Regions from separate parts of the Ovis aries genome. Here region 1 is linked to region 2. A link is a contact called in public Hi-C data. All regions are on one chromosome and are shown on one strand. The core of a region is the stretch at or near the end of the contact, and the rest is flanking DNA. Distances in the headings are between cores, read along the strand shown.

Region 1 (6,106 bases), core at 3,138-5,637, 160 kb after region 2:
TTCACTAGCGGATGGACACTTGGGTTCTTCCAGTTTGCGGCTGTCGTAAGTAAAGCTACTACTGACCTCAGTCTTAAAGGACAGTGAGGGTTAGTCAGGAAAGAATATTCTAGAAAAGGAGGTCAGCAAAGGGAAGAAGATGAAGAAAGACTGCAGGAAGAGAGAGGAATGGCCACGGCAACAATGCTAAGGGAAGACATTGAGAAGACACGGCAGGATTTTCAGCAGGAGGTTTGCAGTTTGGAGTTTGCAGACTGGAGTCTGAAGATGACCTGTGAGGGTTGCCCCTAGTTGTTTGTGATACCACCAGACATCCAGGAAGGCAGGTTTAATGAGAAAGGAGACTTAAGGAGAACTGTTGAGTACACAGTTAGCATACAATGGTTAAAGCCATGGGTATTGGTGAGATCACCTAGGCAAGGAACATAGGGTGAGGAGTTATTTGAAGGCTCATCCATCTAACCATGAGCACAGGCTGAGCACAGGACTGCGGTTAAGAACCTGGATTCAGGGCCCAGACTTCTGGGCTTCAAATGTCAGCTGTGTGACATGAGGCAAGTCGCTTGATTCTCATTTCCTTTTTTATAAAATGGTTTATAATATACCTACTCATAGGGTAGGTATAAAGATTAATAAAGATTAACTGATATTCATTCAAGCATAGTTCTTAGGACACCATTAGACACTTGCCCATGAGAGGTACTATATATTAGCTACTGTTAATACAAAAAAGAAATAAAAATAGGTTGTAGGTAGCAGGGAGAACTAAATTTAATGACATCTCCATGCATGGCAAGCTGAATAACACTGAGAAATTTAACATCTCTGAGCTGAAAGTCCCTTTCCTGAAAAATGAGGATAACTTTTCCTACCTTGCAAATTTATTAGAAGGCATAAATAAGTACCAAGTCAAAAGTAGAAACCATCAGAGACTTCTCTCTACAGGGTTAATCTTTGTTCCCTCCTTGCCTCCTCTGTGTTCCCATGGAACACAATAATTTCCAGAACTTCCTGCTCCACTGTGATAGACTGTTTGCTGATGTATTAGTCAGCTTGAGCTGGGTTATGCTGCTGCGACAAGCTTCCCCCTGATTCTCAATGCCTTGCAAGAACCCAGACCTACTTTTCACTCACCCTACGTGTCCAGCAAGGATTGCTTGCTCCTCTGGTCAGTTTCACTCTGGAACCCAACTGGACAGCACATCCCATTTTGGGAACATTGCTGGTCATCGTGAGAAAGAGAAAAGAAAATCATGTCAAGTAAGGTACTGACTTTTAATAAGGTATTTACTTCCACCGAGAAGTAATACACATTCAGCCTTTTCAATGATAATTGTTCAGAAAGAGTGAAACTGCCCCATGGGTGTTAAACATGGGCAATGAAGTGCAATCTTCCTAAAGGGGGACAGGAACGCTCTATCCCAGCTGGTTGTATCTGCTGATAAACCAAGAGCCTCTGGAAGTCAAGGACCGGGCACAAGTCACAGCCACACTCCCAACCTGGCATCCTGCTCTCAAGGTTTGGTGAATTAAGTAAGACTGAGAGTTCTTTTGTTTGGCCTGGAGCATCTAGGTTTCCCCTCCTCCAATGGAAAGCCCTTTTCCAGTCACTGCTCCTGTAGAAAGGGAGACAGCCTGCCGTCAGTGGAGGGCAAAGCAGTCCCCCTTCCAGGTCACCAGAAGGCAGTGTGTCTGCTAGTGAGGAACCTCCTTCAGCTGCCAGATGCTCCCCAGCTCCCCAGGGGAGCTGTACCAAGCCCCTTCAGTATGTGGGCACGAGACAATCACTCCTCAAGCACTTTGCAAGCATTGTTTCATTTGGCCTTCAACACATGCTTGTGAACCCTCCGAGGCAGACAGGTGGCAGCATCCCCAGTGGGCGGATGAGGCCAGCAAGACAGTGGAAACCAGGACTTCTCTGGCGTCCAGTGGTTAAGACTGCACACTTTACTGCAGCGGGTGCAGGTTCAGACCCCTGGTTGGGGAACTAAGATCCCATGCACCGGGAGGGCTTTGGGGGCAGGAAAAAAAAAAGAGAACAAAAAAAAAGACAATGGAAACCCTTGTACACAGCTTCCTCCTCCCATCTGTCCATCCTCCAAGGAGATTGTCCTCTGCCTTGAAGCTGTCTTCTGTCTGGCCCACAGGGGTCTGATCTCCAGGCCAGGGATGGCATTGGCATGGACACCACACAGCACGGCTTCCCAGGTGGCGCGAGTGGTAAAGCATCTGCGTGCCAAAGCAGGAGACTTTAGAGACGCAGGTTCGATCCCTGGGTCAGTAAGATCCCCTGGAGAAGGAAATGGCAACCCTCTCCAGTATTCTTGCCTGGAAAATGCCATGGACAGAGGAGCTTGGTGGGCTACAGCCCATAGGGTCCTAAAGAGTCAGACACAATTGAAGCAATTTGGTATGCACACGCAGCACGACCTTTAATGCCACACTGCTGTTCTTCATGGTCTGAGCACATGTCACAGCTCAGCCTTTTCCGATGATAGCCTGCAGCTGGGCAAGTCCCCTCTGCCACGGCTAGCCCTGCTGCAGGCTTGGTGCCCTCCAAAGTAAGGATGGCAGCCTCCCAAGCCACCACCCACTTACAACCTTTCCTCCTCTCACGCATTCCACAGCCTTCCACCAGAGTCATCTGCCTAAACACAGCTTGCTGACTTCATTCCCCTACCTCAAGGCCTCCTGAGCTCACCAAGGCAGCAGGACAAAGGCCAGATTCCCATGCCTGGCATGTGAACTCTGGGAGCCAGCCCCAGCCTCCCTTTTCAATCTGACCTTCCGCCCTGCTGCCCCCACAAATATGACACTCCTGGCTGACTTCACTTCCCCCTCCAGAGGCTGGGTTTCTACCTGCTCTATCATCTGCCAGCTGTGTGACCACAGGCAAGCTATTTAACCTTTCCGGCCTTCCGTGAAACAAAGATAATAAACATATCTGCCTCCTAGGACTTCTGTGAGGATTTAATGAGTTCAAACTCGCAAAGCATGACGGGTCTTGCCGTAGAATGATGTGCCCTTATGGTCCCCTCCGTGTTCTCTCCCTCCAGCATCTTCTTCCCCAGCCCCACATCCGCAGGGCACAGGCTTCTGTCCTTCAGAACCCCTCTGACATGCCACCTCCTCCACAAACACTACCCACACCCCCCGGAGCCCCACGGCGCTGTCTACATTATCTCAACATCATAGTTAAATCTGCTCTCCCTTCACCAGATATCAAGGGTAGGTGACCCCAAGGCTCGTTCCACTCTGTGACCCCCACAAGCCACAGCTGAGTTCTTGGCACATAGTGTGGCAACATGATAAGTGAAAGTCCACAGGCTCTGGGGACTGATTGTCTTGGGTTCACACCCTGGCTCTGACACAACTAGCTGTGCAATCCTGGGTAAATGACTTAACTTCTCTGAGCCCCAGTTGTCACAACAGAAAATGAGGATGACCATCTCAGCCTCACAGAGTTACTGCAGGAATAAACCCAATAACCTTTGGACCCCCTGACACAGTGTCTGGTACAGAGGAGACCCTCAATGAAGGTCAGTCTCCTTTTCACCTTTAACCAGGTAAATTCACATCCTCCAAGGTTTGAGTGTAAAAACCTAGAGGGCAGGGATCATATGTAGCCCCTACAAATGGGAGACTTTGGGAGCTCGAAGCAGATGCTTCCCAAACACTTGAGCATCAGATATCTGAGTGGTCTGATGAAGGGCAGCGTTGTGGGGACTGGGAGTGAAGGGCAGGATGCAAGCAGGACGACTGGAATGAAATTTTGTTTGTTGTTAACTTTCCTCTGGGCAAAGCCTCTGCATCATACCTCCTTCTTTCATTTTTAATAGATAATTTTAATAAGTCTATATTCATTTTGAAAACTGAGTCAACAGTCAAAAAACCTTCCAAAAAAGACATCACCAAGATCACTAGATGCTTTCACTAGTAAATTACACCAAACATTAAAGGAAGAAAGGATATAGATTCTCCACAATTTTTTCCAAAAAATAAAAGCAGAGGAGCACTTCTTAATTCATTATATGAGGCTAGTGTTACTGCAGTAATAATCATATCAGGCTGACGGGCCATTCTGTTTAGATCATCTCTGTCCTAATGATTTTCTGCCTGCTTGATCTATCAATCAGAGAGGGATGATAATGACTCCAACTATATCGGTCAATTTGTTCATTTCTCTTACATTTCTAAATGTTTTCCTCATCTCCTTAAAGTGGAATGAACTTCATGGCTGCCAAGACCTTCCTGTCCCACTGTCACCTCCAGAAGCTGTGAGATACTGAAGCTCCAGAGAACAGCCAGATCCAGCAGAGGCTGCCTTGCGGCTGCAGGAAGGAGAGGGAACGCCGTCCCGTCTCGGCTGCAGCTCTATCTGACTTGCTGGGCATGGCCATCCCTGCAGGCTGCATTCCGTGGCCCCATGCCAGGCTGGTGTGTAATACTCTCCAGTCACCCTCTTGTTACCTAACGCTTTCCTAATCTGCAGTTTACGCAAGACAAGTACAAATCTCTGAGAAACACCAAGAGAAACACGGACCAGGCACCTCCCCAGCTGGCCTGCACCCTCCTTTGGAGCTGGCAATTTCATCTTGAAGGTACTTGCTTTTCGTTACCATGTGGGCTACTTGGTACGTGACTCGGAGCCCCACTTCTTACACAAGAATCTGTACTCAAGAATCTGGTACCCCCCAATCTGTACCTTCAGCCCTTCTCAGCCATCACTCACACTGGACTAAAAAGTATGCTACGTGGAACAGTGGGCAAAGTTTTACATCATTCAGTAAAGCAGATCTTTCAATCAATGGTGCTGGAAAAATTGGCCGATCAAAATTAAAAAAAAAAAAAAAAAAGCCTTAACCTTTAGTTCACTTCATGTATGAAAGTTTGCCCAATCTCAAGATGGATCCTTGACCCAAATAGAAAACCTAAAACTATAAAACTTTTACTAGAAAATAAAAGTAGGATAAAATCTCTATAACATTGAGCTAGGCAAAACTTTTCTTAGAAAGTACATGAACTATAAGAGGAAAAAAGGGGGTAAATTGGGCTTTAAAAAAATGTAAAACTTCACCTCCTCAAAAAACATTCTTTAAGAACATGAAAAGACAAGTTATATTCAGAGAGGAACTATGTATTTACACAACATGTATTGGATAAAGAACTTGCATCTGGAATATGAAAAGAATTCCTACAAGTCAGTAAGGAAACAAACATCCCAACTGAAAAATAGGCAAAATAGTTGAGCAGATAGTTCACCAAAGGAGAGATGGCAAATAAGCACTGGAAAAGATGCCAGGCCTCATTAGACATTAGGGAAGTGGAATTTAAAACCACAGTGAGCTACCCCTACCTGTCTACTAGGATGACTAACACATTAATTAACTGACTAATGAACTAGTTAGATGACAGTACAAAGTCTTGGTGAAGATGCAGAGCAACTGGAATGCTCATACTTTGCTAATGGGGATGCAAAATATTAAAGTATAGCCACTCTGGAAAGCAATTCAGTGATTCCTTATCAAGTGAAGCAAATGAGCCAACAGTTTCACTTCACAAAGACATATACATGAATATTGATGGCAGCTTTACTCCTAATAACCGCAAATTGGAAACAACCCAGGTGTCCTTCAACTGGCAAAGAGATAAACAAAAGGTTTCCATCCACACAATGGAATACTACTCAGCAATAAAAAAGAACGAACTAGGAGACATACAACAGAGTAAAGAAATCTCCGAAGCATTCTGCTAAGAGAAAGAAGGCAGACGCAAAAGTTCACATCTACATGATTCCGAATCTCTAGAGACAGAAATAGATTAACGATTGCTAGGGGCTATTGAGAAACAAAGCTTATTTAACTTATATACAGAGGACATTATGTGAAATGCTAGGCTGGATGAAGCACAAGATGGGGAAACAATGAAAATAGACTTTATTTTCTTGGGCTCCAAAATCACTGCAGATGGTGACTGCAGCCATGAAATTAAAAGATGCTTGCTCCTTGGAAGAAAAGCTACGACCAACCTAGACAGCATATTAAAAAACAGAGACATTACTTTGCTGACAAAGGTCCATTTAGTTAAAGTTATGGTTTTTTCAGTA
Region 2 (5,825 bases), core at 1,347-3,846:
CTGACTGCCGGTGGTCCCAGTCTGGCTGTTGAGCCCACAGCATGAGAAGAAAAGAGGGCTTCCCAGGTGGCTCAGAGGTAAAGAACCCACCTGCCAATGCAGGAGACTCAAGAGATGTGGGTTTGATCCCCGGGTTAGGAAGATCCCCTGGAGGAGGAAATGGCAACCCGGTCTAGTATTCTTGCCTGGAGAATCCCACAGACAGGGGAGCCTGGCAGGCTGAAGTCCATGGGGTCACAGAGAGTCAGACACGACTGAGCAAGTAAACACACACACACACAACAGGCTGATGAGCATCTTTCTCCCAGGGCAGAAGAGAAGAGAGTCTCCCCCATGTCCTTGCTCTGCCATCCAAGGTGTGATGGGCGTGGGGACCCCCACCACCCCTACTGCTATTCTTTCCCACAGTGATCATTCCTGTGGCTGCAGGGCTAGCAATGGAGGAAGAGCACCTGGAAGGCTGAAAGCAGGTGCTTTTTTTTTTTTTTAACACCTTTGTACCCTCACCTTTAACACCCTTCCAGTAACCAGCCCAGCCCAGTCCTGTGATTGCCAGCATGCCCTTCCTTGAGGGGTCTGAAATAGCAACTTCAAAGAATAGGCATTATTATGAAATCCTTTTATATTAGGAAAATGAAAAAAAAATGTCTTGTTTTTCTGCTACAAGTGAAACGGTAAAATTTGCGTGCACACACATAAAGTGCTCTTAGATGGTGAGGAGAGTGAGGGGAGATGCTGAGAGATGGGGGCCAGTTATCTGTGAGATGAAGGCTCCATTCTCTGGGGCTGCAGTGGGTTCATTCTCCTGCGATTTGGGCAGAGAATTCTTTAACTGCTGCAAGGCTGCCCACACTAGATCTTCTGGTTTTGGACGTGGTTCTTGCGATTCGTGAGCTCCAATTTCAATAACCAACCACCCAAAAAGAAAGAAATTACCCATCCACCCAAAAATGAGAATGAGGGCAAATTCCCCAGGAACTTAAAATGCAACTTTGGTGCTAATGCAGAAATGGAAACCGAAATACACTTTCTGCTCTGCAGGTCAAAACGCAGAGACGTATTTCCTCAAAACCTGACCCTACCTCCCAGCTGCAGAGAACAGGAAATCCAAGTCTGTAGAGCTTTGAGGCATTCACACTCCAGTGGCCTCAGCCGTGAGGCTTCCCTGCCCTGCAAGGTGAAAGCGATTGGTCCCCATCCCTCACCCCGTGCCCCTCTTTCTTGTTCCCATCCCACTGGGCCAAGGACACCAAATACAGTCCCACAAGTAGAGCGCTGGCCAATTTAGGAGATGCCATTTCCGTCAGCTGTGGTGTGAATGGCACCCCCCGGAGTTGTGCCATGCTTCTATGAGAACATCTTGCCGATGGCGGTATTAAGACTGACACCTACAAGGTCACAAGCTTCTGGCTGAGCTACAGTCATCTCTGTGACTCTAGCACCCAACACAGTGCCTGGTACAGAGACTCTCAATGTAAACTTGAAGGGATTTCAGAAGCAATGAATTTGAGAGGAGAGTCAGCAACCCCACTTAGACAGGAAATAAGTAGTTATTTTAAATAGCAGTAGCATCCTAATTAGAGTATGGATTCTTCTTCACATAACCTTGGATCCTTTAAAGAGTAACTATAACAGAGTGATTAAGATCTCTGGCTCTGAGATCAGAAGGATTTGGTTTTGAATCCTTGCTCCACAACTACTAAACCAAAGCTCTCTAAGCCTTAGTTTCCTCATCTGTGAAGATCTACTGAGATCACGCCTTAGCCTAGTGTCTGATACACAGTAATGTACAGTATGTCTTGGGAGTAATGATGAAGTAGATGGTTAATGGCAATTAAGCAACAATTAAATGTTAATCCTAAAAGGCCCATTTTAGTTATCAATATTTATGTCCCACAAGGATGAATATGCCCAGGGCATACTGAGTGCTCGTATGTATGTGCGTCTCTGTCATGTCTGACTCTTTGCAGCCCCACGGACTGTAGCCCGCCAGGTTCTTCTGTCCATGGAATTTTCCAGGCAAGAATACTGGATGGGTTATGGGTTACTGTTTCCTACTCCGAGGGGGATCTTCCCTACCCAGGGATCGAACCCAAGTCTCTTGAGTCTCCTGCATAGGCAGGTGGATTCTTTACAGCCATCTGGGAAGCCTCTATTGAGTGCTTAGTTAATGCTTACTGAATGAGAGAGAAAGGAGAGACCTAGTGAGAGAATGAGAATCAAGGGTGGAGGGGAGTGAGTAGGGAGAGGGAAGACGGGAGGGTGGAAGGGAAGAGGGCACTGAACCAGAAGTCTGGAGAGATACAGCTTCAAATTTGACACCACTAACACTGTGACCTTAAGTCCCTTTCTTGGTCTCAATGTGCTCCTTTTTTAAGATCAAAGGTCATTAGACGGTATCTCAGGTTCCTTCGCCACATCCCCTCCCTCCTCTCTCCTGAACCTTTTTTGCAGCTTTCCTTCATATCCTGCAGGTGGTGCTGCTGAGTTAAGAAGAAAACCTGTTTTTCGGCAGCCTGGTTCCCAGCTGCCAAGTCTCTGCTTGAATAGCCAACTGGGAACTAGAGAAATCACTTACTTGTTGCTGAAAATGCCCTGGGGCAGTAAACGAATCATTCCGTTTCCTTTCTTGCCTACTTGGCCTCTCCTGGTGCCATGAAAGCTCTCTGGGTGTGGGGAGGCAGCTGGCCCTGAAATTCCAAGTCCAGTTCCACTACTTCCTGGCCAGTGACCTTGAGCAAAGGCATTTGCCCTCTTGAAGTGTCAATACGGACACCCCTGGAAACAGGGGGAAAATTTGTTAAGTAGTGTTCATCAATTGAAGAGCCCAGTGCCTGGCCCATAGTAGATATTCAAGAAATTTATCTGCCTTTCCTTCCCTGCTTTTCACTCACTAAGGACTACGGCTAGTGCTTGAGAAGAAATGAACTGTGCAGTGCCAGAGCGATGAGGAGGTGGGCTTTCCAAGGGGATTCACTGAGGATAGGACATGTCATCTGAGGCTGGAAAGATGAGAAGGAGAGATGTCCCAGGCAAAAGGGCCACCCCGTGCATAGACAGCCAGTCTTACCCAGCTCCCCTGCCCCATACTTTACAGACTGATCCTGAGTCCAGCGGCTGTGTCTCCTGAGCCCGGAGCCCACCTTGTTCACGCCTCTAAGAAGGTAGTTATCTGTCTATGTTGTAAGTTATATATATCCAATCATGTCTCTTTAAGGACTAGGAGTGAATTTTATTCATCTTTGCCTCCCTGGAGCCTGGCACAACAAATGCCTTAATGAATAGATGAGCTGATGAATGAATGTACCACCTTGGCATCATCCTGGCTCTTTTTCTCTGCATGCTAAGTTGATTCAGTCATGTCTGACCCTTTGCGACCCCATGGACCATAGCCTGCCAGGCTCCTCTGTCCAAGGGATTCTCCAGGCAAGAATGCTGGAGTGGGTTGCCACTCCCTGCTTCAAGGCATCTTCCCAACCCAGGGACTGAACTCATGTCTATTATGTCTCCTGCATTGCAGGTAGGTTCTTTACCACTAGCGTCACCTGGGAAGCCCTCTCTTTTTTCTCTGAGCCTTTTTTTTTTTTTTTAATGTGGACCATTTTTAAAGTCAGTATTGAATTTGTTACAATATTGTTTCCATTTCACATTTTGGTTTTTTGGCCTCCCTGCATGTAGAATCTTAGCTCCCTGACCAGGAATCAAAACAACAGCCCCTGCATTGGAAGGTGAAGTCTTAACCACTGGACTGCCAGGGAAGTCCCCTCATCCAGTCACTCATTGGTTATCTCCATACACAGGCATCCTGACCTTTAGCTTCACCTCCCCCAACACGTATCTAGCCCTTGCTACCTGGTGGGTCCTCAATACATGCTCACATTGTTGAAATTAAGTTGCATTTTCATTTACTGAGTACCTGCAGTGTGCTGGGCACTGGAGATGCAAAGATATGCAAGGAAGAGCTCATTTTAGAAGAATAAAAGAACAGGAACACATATGAAACATTCGCTATGTTCATATCCCATGGCTAAGTGCTCTGTACATACTCTTAAGGCTCACCAAACCCTATGAAATGGGTACTAAGATTAGCACCATTTCACAGATGGGGAAAGTGAGGCTCAGCTGGGGAGACTTGTACAGGATGGCAGAGCCAGACTGAAAGCCAGGAGTCTGGCATGAAAGGCCTTGCCACTCACCACTGTGTTGTGAACATGCACAGGTGTGTGTTTACAAACCACGTGTTCAGTGTGGGAGAGCTCAGTGTGCGATGGCAGTTGGGAAGGACTTCCCAGAGAAGAGTCAGGAAGGGCTTTCCAGATGGATCATGGTGCCAGTGGGGAAGGTGCTGGAGAGGGAGAGGAAGGAACATTCTGGAAGGAGAGAAGAGGTGTGTAGTCTGCAGAGAACATGGCAGAGAGACAGAGCCTGTCTGGGAGACGCCGCCTGCTCCTCCCCTCTGGAAGGTCAAGTGCTGGGTCTAGAACAGGGCATCTCGGGAAAAGACACACAGTACTAGAGACTCTAGAAACACATTCTCTAGGGATAAGTCTAACAAATAGAAAGCTCCCCCCACCACCCCACCCCTTTTGGAGAGCTGATCTGTGTGACTTGCCTGCTTTAGTCTGGGCAATCAAAACATACAAAGGCCCCAAACACTTTTTCAACATTCACTAAACACCTACCAAGTGCCAGGCATTTACCAATGAGCACCCGATCTGGGCTGTATATGTTGTACTATGAAAGCTGATGGAACAATAAGGTTTGAATCTGTCCAAGTTTGAATCTCAGCTCTGGTAAACACTCACCTTGCACAAGTTACTTCTCCCGTCCGTGTCATGTTTCCGCGTGTGTTAAAAGAATACTGATAAACAGCAATCATACAGGACTGTTGTTTTAAATGAGTTCTTTCATGCAAAGGGCTTAGAACACAGCCTGGAAGATACTAAGCACTTAGTAGATGCTGGATATTTACATGTGTGCTCCCATTGAAAATTTACTCTTGATTGAACACCTACTAAGTGCTGGGCACTGGGCTAGAAGCAGGTTTAGAGATATTAAGGAGAGAACCAGGGGGCCGAAATGGCATCACTTGTGCTAAATCCCATGATATCAAAACTGGATTTAAAACCTGACTTACCTGCAATTTCAACATTCCCCCAAAATGTAATCTTAATCACCCAGTCTGGAATTTTCTGGTTGGCACCAAGGAGGTAATCTGTCACAGGGGTGTGTCCCTCCCCACCCCCTTCCTTTGACAGGCAATTCACATGACAAAGATGCCTGCTGGTCCTTTCCCCAAAAGAAGAATTTCTGGCCTGAAATGATGTTTTCCTTTGCAACATTTTCCTTTGCTGAAATGATGTTTTCCTTTGCCCGTCCTGCCCATAAACACCTTCCACTTGGTCCAGCCCCTCCATGTACCTGTCTATCTATTTGATGTGTGTGTGTGTGTGTGAGTCACTCAGTTGTGTCTGACTCTTTGCGACCCCAAGGACTGTAGCCCACCTGGAATTCTCCTGGCAAGAATACTAGTCGAGTGGGTAGCCATTTCTTTCTGCAGGGGATCTTCTGACCCAGGGATCAAACCTGCGTCTCCTGCATTGCAGGTGGATTCTTGACCTCTGAGCCACCAGGGAAGCCCACTTACTCCGTGGTACGCTGCCTGATCCATGAGTCGTTGAGTAAGGCCAATTAGATCTTCACATTTACTCACTGAATTTTGCTTTTTAACAGAGATGAGTAAGACTCCAGCCACTGTACTCCAGCCGGGTAGAGTCTAGTAAGACTGAAGCTTATGATGGAAGTGATTACACCACAGAGGAATA

The links. A called contact is a pair of places that touch in the nucleus more often than the background predicts.
Region 1: a contact with region 2 is called in a Hi-C map of liver, with 4 times the contacts expected there. The contact joins two enhancer-like sites. A contact is called at or near these places in 2 of 16 Hi-C or Micro-C datasets (liver and skin fibroblasts).

Annotation. Positions count from the first base shown.
Region 1 is chr9:27,791,449-27,797,554 of ARS-UI_Ramb_v3.0, forward strand. No RefSeq gene overlaps it. Among named protein-coding and RNA genes, the nearest start is that of TRIB1, 24 kb to the right of the region's middle. Within about 2 kb of position 4,388, at least 15 of the 54 cell types and tissues checked have an H3K27ac peak or open chromatin away from gene starts, as enhancers often do. A contact at or near this core is called in liver, where this site is marked.
Region 2 is chr9:27,629,230-27,635,054 of ARS-UI_Ramb_v3.0, forward strand. No RefSeq gene overlaps it. Among named protein-coding and RNA genes, the nearest start is that of TRIB1, 190 kb to the right of the region's middle. Within about 2 kb of position 2,597, at least 9 of the 54 cell types and tissues checked have an H3K27ac peak or open chromatin away from gene starts, as enhancers often do. A contact at or near this core is called in liver, where this site is marked.